2 separate regions of the Mus musculus genome follow, and region 2 is linked to region 1. A link is a contact called in public promoter capture Hi-C data. All regions are on one chromosome and are shown on one strand. Each heading gives the region's core, a stretch centred on a gene start, on an enhancer-like site or on the middle of the called end of the contact. The rest is flanking DNA. Distances are from core to core; before and after follow the strand shown. Region 1 holds the start of Nt5m (5',3'-nucleotidase, mitochondrial). Region 2 holds the start of Cenpv (centromere protein V).

Region 1 (4,798 bases), core at 1,347-3,846:
ATTAAAGGTGTGCACCACCACTACCCGGCTTAAGCTTCAATTTTATGTAGTGCTGTCTACAGACACACACCAGGAATACAGATGTACTTCACTATATCTCATCTGTGTGGTGCTAGGAATTGGATCAGGACTTAGACATTAGGCAGCGCGTTCTGTCTCCTGAGGTACAGTTGTAACCTGCAGCAGTATTAATGCAAACCTAAGCTTGTCTTAACACAGCAGATGTGAGTGACTACAGGCTCAGCAAATGTGAAACAGACAAACCAGACTCTGGGAAAGTGATGCGCTGTGTGCATCACTCCAGCCCAGCACAGCTTAGCCCAGCATCCTGCTGGGCTCAGCAAACACTGTCCCAGGAAAGATGGTCTTTCCTGCTGCAGGCTGGCACAGGGACACTAAATGACAAATTGCTGAAAGACGGTCACTCTGGTCAGGATTTTGAAGATTACCAACACTGCAGTGGGAGTCACCCCAGACAACATGCAACTGTCCCACTTCTTTTCGTTCTACCATTTTTGAAGCTCAGGGTGACTGTGCTACTTGATCTGGCCAGCCAAGCCCAGTTGAAGTGGCATGTTTTATGGATTGTGCTGTGTGACTTTTCCTGGAGAGATATGATAGACCAAAGAAAAAATTCCACCCAAGACTAGCTTGGTGAACCGATGAGTTTACTCAGATTACCACCACGCATAAGGGTGAGGGGTTAGTTAGAGGTGCATGGACAACTCACACAGCTGCATTAATAAAAGGTCCAGCTTTGTCTGGCTCTTGAAAACTCAACCCTGCTGCTCCCTGCCCAACTTTCAGGGAGCCCCACAGGAAGAGCCTCTTCTCCCCAGCTCTTGTTCACTGCCTTGAAAACCTTGTGAACTAGGAAGACCCTTGACTGTGCCAAGCCCTCTAGCCCCGGTGGGCTTACCTCAGGATAGGGTTCCAGCAGCTCATAGTTGTGGGAAGTCACATACGCCATTACAAGATGGCGCTGGCCACCGCTGGCCACCGCCCGTAAGTTCAGGTAAACAACCATTGTGCGCATGTGCATAAGGGTTTCTCACCAAATCAAAGCCCATCCCGGGGAATGTAAATGAGGCACTGAAAGCACAACCAATCAGGTATAGACACGCCACTCCTAGGCCTATATAAGCAGCGCCAGTTTTGGGGCTGGGGTCTTTTGGCTTCGCTATCAAGCTCTTCCAATAAACCTGTGCAGAAGAATCCTGTTGTGGTGTCTTCCTTGCTGGCGAATCGGGCGTCCACAATAGTCACAAAGCTTTTACTGAGTCAGTGCCTCTAGATTCTTGTCTCATGAACTTAGAGAATGAAGTTCATAGATGACAAGGAGGGTGAGTTTCTTTAAAGATATTTATTTTTCCTGAATGTATGTATGGGTATAACACACTTGCCTGGTGCCTGAGGGGGCCAGAAGAAGGTGTTGAATCTCCAGAAACTGAAGCTACAGACTGTTGTGAGCACTGTCTCTCTTCCATGTTAGCATGTCTATCAGTGGTGGTTCCTTGTTGTGGTCTTATTTAGGCAGCCATATTATTATGGAAGTTTTTCTGTCATTTCCAGAAAACATAATCTCACAACAGATTGTCTGGTCCTCCCATGTAACTTGCTTGGCCTTTTGGGACATGAGCTTTCTAGCTTTGTCTTTATCTTTCTTATTTTGGAAACATCCAGCCATCCCTCTTCTCTTTAGGACAGAGTCTTTTTAAAAAATCTTTACAAACATCCTGTGTATCCGTCTGTCTCTCTTTCCCTCCCTCCCTCCCTCCCTCTCTCTCTCTCTCTCCCCACGTTTTGGCAATATGTATGTCTGTGCACCACATGTGCCCATGGAGGCCAGCAGAGGGTGCTGTATGCATCCCCTGTGTTCAGAGTTGAGAGGATTGTGAGCAGCCAGCAGGGTGCTGGGAATCTAGATCAGGAAGGACCAAGATTTAACATACAGAGACCTTTCTTTACCAAAAATACCTTCATGTTTGCATCCTTTAAAATATTTTTTCTACCTACTAATTCCTTTTTTTTTAATAACATGAAGCACAGTAACAAATTTACAGACATATTTGGAGATTCACTATTGAATCCAGTGATGTTAGGATGGACACAGAGCATCTGTTTTTTTTAGAACCTTTATAGATTTGAAGGTTACACCTCTGATAGCTTTAAATTTTATAAGGTTATGGTTGCAAACATTCAGCATCTATGAACAAAGAGGATCACACACAGCAGGTGTATCTGCCTTTACCTGTACCTAAAACCTGAAATCCTCCCTGTCTATACTTGGGAATGACAAGCTGTTTAAAAACCTGTACCCATAATCCGGGATGGCTGGAACTTTGTTGGGCTCAGAGCTCAACGAAGTAAGCGCTCAATAAATACCTAAGGATTTGTTCCTCCGGTGGTGAGCTCCTCCATCCACCACTGCCTCAGTAGGAAGAGTGCTCCAGTCTGGCTTTCACAGGCGGCTGTAACCTGGGACTGGATGTCCCAGGGCGATCAGCACCCACGTCGCGCTCACCTTCTCTGGGCGCATGTCCCTTTAAGGGCGGCGGGGCTGCGCGCCGGCCTCGCTCTGGGCCGGAGCCTGCGCGTCCGTGTCCGCGGTGGAGGCTGCGTCTGCCGCGGGCCCCGGGCGAGGAGCGGGGCGATGCATAGGCTGCGCGGCTGCTGTGCGCGTCCCCGCGGTGCCCCGCTACGGGCCGAGCGGAGCCGGGCGAGCAGCCGCGCCCTGCGGGTGCTGGTGGACATGGACGGCGTGCTGGCGGACTTTGAGGGCGGCTTCCTCCGGAAGTTCCGCGCGCGTTTCCCCGACCTGCCCTTCGTGGCGCTGGAGGACCGGCGCGGCTTCTGGGTGTCGGAGCAGTACGGACGGCTACAGCCTGGGCTAAGCGTGAGCACCAGCCGGCCCCGCAGCCGTGCCCCGCGGGGAGGGGAAACTGAGGCCGCAGCTGTCCAGCCCCAAGCCAGCTCGACTCCTCCAATGACCTTTGGCGGGTTCTTTGGTACCACACGGATCCTGGGAGGACTAGGGCTACAGGGCTAGAGGGACCAACCATTCAGCTGTTGCTGGGTTTCCAGCTATCTCCTTAATCCCCCTTCCCAGCTGGACTCCCTTTTCCCCTCTCTTCCTCTCTCCTGCCGCTGCCCTTCAGTATCCACTTCTTCTAAATATTGGAGATTGAACCCAGACCTCTGTAGACTAGACAGGCTCCCAACCACTGACCTACATCTCCCATCCTCTTACTTTGTACTTTGTCCTTCATTCTCACTAGCTTCCCTAGGCTGCCCTTGAACTAATTCACTGTGTAGCCTAGGGAGGCCTAAATTTTTGATCCTCCTGTTTTATAGTCTCTCAAGAAGCTGAGACTGCAAGCCATGCTGGGCTTGAATTTTAAATTCTTGGTGTGTTTGGCCTCAGATAATTGGTTACATTAAAAACAAACAAAAACAAAAAACAAAACCGAGCATTCTCAGTCTCTTACCCAGACATGGCTATCCCTCCCAATGAAATTGACAGGAGTGTCTTTGCCATCCTCTTTTACCCCATGGAAGCATAACTTTGAGTGATACTGTATGCTAGAGAATGTGACTTGCAGAGTGTCACATGGGGAGTCGGACTGGGAAGAGTGAAACTTCCCTCTTGACCAGTGTAAGGTTTTTGGTAAGACCTTGGGCACCACTCCCCCAACCTTCCCATCCCTCATGGCTAGACAGAGATCCAGGCTTTTTGGTAAAGTGTAATTTGGAGACTTAAACTATTCTATGAAAGGAATAGGGGGATTTGCTCAGCATAAACTTAGAAACTCCAGCGTTTCTCACTTGGTTGTCTAGGGGCTATAGTGCTTGATGGTCAGAGGAGTGTTTTTTGTTTTTGTTTTTTAACTTATCAGGTTTGTAACATCTCGTTCTTCACAGTCTTCCAGGACTGAAGGCAGTGAGGTCATGAAGAAAAAGACACACAGAGAGCTGGGCTCTTTTCTGGAGAAACCACAGCACTCTTGGAAGCCCAGGGTGTTTGTAGGGATCAACAGAAAGGCGGGTGTATACGGATGGGCAGGGATGGGGACAGAGGTGTAACGAAACAGGGGAGGCAGTCTGCAGGGGGGAAACATTCAAGGGGGAAAGCTAGAGTGGCCATTCTCTGCATATACTGTCAAATTCTATACTTGGACCAGAGGAAGGCTTCTTCATGCCAGGGGATGGGGGTGGGGCTTTGCCCTTCCTTCATGGGTCTGAGGTTCTGGGGTGCTGACACAGCTCTGCCTATGTCAGTGACAGCACATTGCCTCAGGACTTCACTCAGCACTCTCTCCATTCCCTTATCTTGCTGTGGGAAGATGCTCCTGTTTCCTCCTTGCACACAAGGAGACCTGCCATCCTGCCATCATCACATCACGGGGTAGTAAGGAGCGCAGATGGGATTCAAGCCCCAGCAACACGTCTGCCTGCTCCACACAATTCTCTCCAACCACCCTACTGCCCTGTTCTCTGTTCTGCTTTCTCTTTTGATTTCAATACAGTACGGGGGTGGGTGGTAATACAGCTCAATGGTAGAGGATTGTCTAGCTAGTACAAGACTCTAGGGTTCTGTCCTAGCACTGCAGCTCTGCACCCCCAGCTCCCAGGCCCCTACATGATAAAGAAGGTACCTCCACAGTAATTTGGTTTACTGAGGGACAGGTATTTAAAGGGGACATGGGGTATCATTTCTGTTCATTCACAGATGGTACTGCTGCAAGCATCTCCACAGAGCCCAGATAGCTGATCTCTCCCGTGCTGAGACCTATGAAAG
Region 2 (4,798 bases), core at 1,630-4,129, 2.7 Mb after region 1:
TAAATGAAATAAAAACTAGAGCATAAAAATTTCTAAGAGACAAGCAGGGGTTTTATGGCCTGGCTCCTTCACGCTGACTTTTTGTTCTTAAAATAAAGCCAGGCTCATTCATATATATATATATATATGACATATATATATGTCATATATATATATATATATATATATATATATGACAACCAGGTGCATCTCATAAAAGAGGTTCAGTATTTTCACTGGGAACTGTCTTGAATTTTATGACTGCAAAATAAAATATACCCAGAATTCAGTAAATATGAGGCTATGAGAGAAGTCTGGCACATTTGCTCCCACTCCCAACATTTTTATTTATATGTCAACTAATTAGTTTTCTTTCTTTCTTTCTTTCTTTCTTTCTTTCTTTCTTTCTTTCAATTACAAGCTTAGGACCAAGATAAAAACTTTACCAGCCTTAAGCAGCCACTAGGCAAACAGGCCAAATAATATTCAGTTTTGATTGTAATAAAGATGGTAACAAGTGGCTATGAAAAAGTAAGACAGGTCGCCAAGTTGCCTTCTGCGGGGCAACAAAGGCTCCTCTAACTCCACTCACTCTCCTCACGCTTCCCAAATCCATGGCTTTTCACACAACTGTATACAGTTGGAGCCAGCCCCATAACTCAACAGTAAGATTCAGTGGACATCCTGAAGCCCCTTCCCCAAAAGACTAAATATTCTGGCCAGAAATAAACGAGACAATGTTTCGCTGTGACTTCTGATTAACCACCACAGGGAAAAACAGCAAATAGCCGCTTCAATTTGCCATCTGACTAGAGGCAAAACTGAAAGCTCGCCCAGGTTTCTCTAACAAGTTAACATCTCATTTTCTTCTTCTATATACAATGTTTATTGTAAAAAAAAAAAAAAAAAAAAAAAAAAAAAAGCCAAACAGTTTAATAACACATTGAGAACCCTCCACCCCTGTGATCATCCCACTTAGAGAGCCCGTATTTGCTATCCATTCCTCCAATTTTTTGCGATATTGGAACCAAATGTTAGTGTATTTAACATACGTTTTCTTTGTATAAAAGTTAGCTTAAAAGACCATAGAGTGGATGTAAGCAAGCATACAGCACGCTATTCTGGTGAGTGAAATGCCTCTTTTCCTGCCAATATTTTTAGTATCTTTTTTAAAGATCATTACCATTTTGTTTTAGGGGAAAATATTACCTAAAAATTTTTGCTTTGTGTGTGTGTGTGGGGGGCTTTTTTGTTTCCTTTTGAGACAGGGTGTCAGTGCAGCTCAAGCTGGCCTCAAATTAACTATGTGGTCAAGGATGACCTTGAACTTGTAGATCTTCCTGCCTCCACCTTCCAAGTGCTGGGCTTACACACGTGGACCTCCTTCTCGCTGGCTTGCTTCTGTTTTCCTTTCTCTCTTTCTCTTTCTCTTCGGAGAAAGGATCTATCTCTGTAGCCCAGGCTGCACTTGAAATCACTGTACTCCTCCGCCTCGGCCTCCTGAATGCTAGGATTGTCGGCATGTGCTACTGTGCCCAGCTCTACTGAGTTTTATATAGTATCATTTAGATCTCCCAGTAGCTAGTACACAACAGGTACTCCGTGTTATATTTCATTTTTTTTAAGTTTTAACTGATTTTTGTTTTAATGTTTTAAAGCATTCAATTTATAGCCCAAGGGGATAAAATTGAATAAACGAAACAGATAGAAAGCTAACTAAATACTCCAGTTCTTAGAGGATCCACCAAAACCAAGAGAACTAATTCTGGGACAAAGACAAAAGAGCATCTTGTTGTTATGAAAAGTAGTTCAGGTTGTTAAACAATTGTTGGGTTAACGTTAGTTTTCTTTGTCTTTTATTGTTCTTTTTAATTCATCTGCGAGTGAGGGCTATAAGACAAGGGTACTGGGTTTTTCTCGGAGCACAATGGGTAAAGGAGGAAGGGGTTCACATTACATTTGCCAAAGAGCAGGCATCTGGCCAGAGTAGTCATCAGCTCTTTTCCCCAATAACGGACCTCAGATCTGCTCCTTAGGCCACCAAAGAAGCTGGAAGCACTTCAGAAGCACAGACTGGGGGAGCTGCCAGCCCGGACCGGGGATGAGAACATAACACCTTAACTCCCCATTCCCCCTGCAAGCGCCCGTCCTGGACAACGCTTTGCGCGCCTTTCCCTCCGAGATCAATAACCGCACCCTGCACCCTCCCTCCGGGGAACTGATTAGAACAACCGGCCTTCGCTCCTCGGGTCACTAAATTCTCCACTTCGACCTTTCCTCCCGCCCACTCCCCGAAAGCACGTGCAAAAACGGGTAAAACGGTCTTGGTAGCTGGCAAGCCGGGGGATGTCTGTTTTTTCACCCTGAGGGGCCCTTCCGCGCACTCAGCCCGACACCGTCCGGAGCAGCCCGCCAACGGCTCAGCACTCAGCCCTCGGGTCCCGCCGCCCGTGCGCACCTCGCGTGTGCCGGCCCGCCGCCCCCGACACACTCACAAGGTGTCCAGCAGCAGCTTGGCGGCGCCCTCGAAGCTGAGCCGTTGCCGCTTCTGGAACGTCTCCCAGCGCTCCCGCTGCTCCCCCAGGTCGAGCGCCGACACCGAGGCGGCGGGGGTGACCGCCGGCGGTGGCTCCTCGGCGGCCGCCTCCTGGGCCCGCGGCGGTGGCTTGGGCCGCGGCTTTGCCGACGGCTGCGGACCGACCGCCCCGCCCCCGCCCCCGGCCCCGGCCCTAGTCCTGCTCCGGGAGCGCTGCGCGCGGCTTTCGCCGCCGCTCAAGCCCCCGGTGGCCCCCGAGCGCCGCTGCTCCCGCGGGCCGGTGGCCACGGCACTGCGAGTCCGCCGCATGTCTCCCTCAGCCGGGCTCGCAGGCCTCTCGGCTCTGCGCGCTCCCGCCGGCCGATGCGCGTCCCCGCCTCCGACAACCTGAAGGCCCCGGGGGTGGTGCGCGGCGCTCCGGAACACGCGAGCTAGGGACCCAACTAAGAGACCCTGGCCGTGGGGCCGGCCGAGCGCTGAGGGTCTAACGAGACCGCGCCTGCACCTGCGCTTGCAGGTAGCGGTGCCCGTTTGATCAGCGAAGGAGCTTCCAGCCTCCACTGACTCCAACCACACATTTCTAACTGGGGACCTGGGTCAGGCCTCAGTTCATAAATTCACGGCCACATCAGAGCTGGCACGCTTGGGTGACTTCGTGGTTTCCAAGGTGGTAACACTACCAACTTGGCAGAGGCCATCATGTACCTAATGTGAGCTAACGTAGTATGTAAATTGTCGGATATCTGCTACTGGAAGCATAAATGACAGCTGGAGTCAGTTTGATCAATGGTCAACAGGTTTTTTGGTGGTTTTGCAGAACTGAGAATAGGACCCACAGCTTTGAGAAAGCACTCTTGCACTGAGCCACATTCCCAGCCCTAGATTTTGTTTTCAATTTTAAGTAAATGGATCCAGGATTACATTCCATTCATAAGCTTTTGCAGAATACCGTATTGACGTTTAAAGACAAAAATCCCAAGAACCATCCACTGCGGTATCCCAGATAGTCTCCAAACCCTTTCAGTTGTTCTCACACTTTTAAAGAAACGTTTTCTTTTACTCGTTTTTGGTGCATTTTTCATTTTTCAACTTAGTTCTGTTTTTGTTGATTTTATTACAATATAGAGTCCATTTATTATCTTTAATGATGAAAATATGGGTTTTCCCAAATACAGCTTGATTAATTCATAAATCCTCATTAAGTTTTAACACAAAGTTCTCAATAATTGAAACTTCCTAGATGCATAATTTGTTTTGGTGTTTCCTTTGTGCCCGTATCTTAAATGTACAGATTTGCATGCACCAATTCAGATGTGGCATATCCTAGCCACATCTAGACTATCTCCAAAAAGCAAGCAGAAGTGACCACTGTTTTGTTTTGGCTTTTTCTCACTGTGACTTACTTTCGCCTGTTTTGTGTATTTAGAGACAAGGTCTAACCGTGTAGCCCTGGCTGGCCTGGAACTCACGAATAAGGCTCAGGTTTATCTTAGCTCACTGTGATCTGCCTGCCTCCACCTCCTGATACACATTACAGTTTTAAAAATCTTTATTCAGGAGGAGAGCGAAGTATGCGGGTGCATGGGGAGCAGAAGACAGTCTACACCATGAGTTCTCTTCTTGCACCAAACAAGCTGTCTGGTGACAGGCACCTTTACTTGGCTGCCGGGCTTGTTTGAGTCAGGGCTTCATTCTTTAGCCTAGTCTAGTCCTAGACTCACTAAGTAGCTAAGGCTGGCTTCAAACCTGTACCTATTCTCCAGCCTCAACCTCCCAAGTGCTAGAATCACAGGTGTGATCTACCACACTACTTTAGCCTATCTTTGAATGTCATTTCAAAAATAGCATGTACATTGTTAAATCTAATACTGTTCAACATTTTGGAAATAATTGATATTATATATACACACATATATACATATATGTACATATATAATTTATTGATGTCAATATGATCTATGCGGATTGGCTTTTGTTAATGCAACACAAACAAGGGTCATCAGAGAGGGAACCTTAACTGAAAAAAAAATGCCTCCATCAAATTAGTGGGTAAGTCTGTAGGTCATTTCCTTGATTCATTATTGATCACCATCACCCCTGGGCAGGTGGTCCTGGACTCACTCTATGAGAGCAGGCTGAGCAAGCCTGTAAGCAGTGTTCTTCCTTCATGGCTTCTGAATCAGTTTCTGTCCTGACTGGCACAGCAGTGGGGGAGAAAATTTACATAAGAATATATCACCGTTTATTTTGTGTGTGTGTGTGTGTGTGTGTTGCAAGTGTATG

The links. Promoter capture Hi-C pulls out the DNA fragments that hold promoters and counts their contacts.
Region 2: a promoter capture Hi-C map of liver shows a contact between it and region 1, with 5 times the contacts expected there. The contact joins the promoter of Cenpv here to the promoter of Nt5m in region 1. A contact is called at or near these places in 2 of 39 promoter capture datasets (cranial neural crest and liver).

The regions. Positions count from the first base shown.
Region 1 is chr11:59,845,477-59,850,274 of GRCm38.p6, forward strand. It overlaps Nt5m (5',3'-nucleotidase, mitochondrial), which reads left to right and starts at 2,597. Exons shown (of 5, transcript NM_134029.2): 1 at 2,597-2,896. The coding sequence starts at 2,654. It also overlaps a transcript of Cops3 not described here.
Region 2 is chr11:62,536,382-62,541,179 of GRCm38.p6, forward strand. Cenpv (centromere protein V) reads right to left here and starts at 2,880. Exons shown (of 5, transcript NM_028448.1): 1 at 2,475-2,880. The coding sequence starts at 2,824.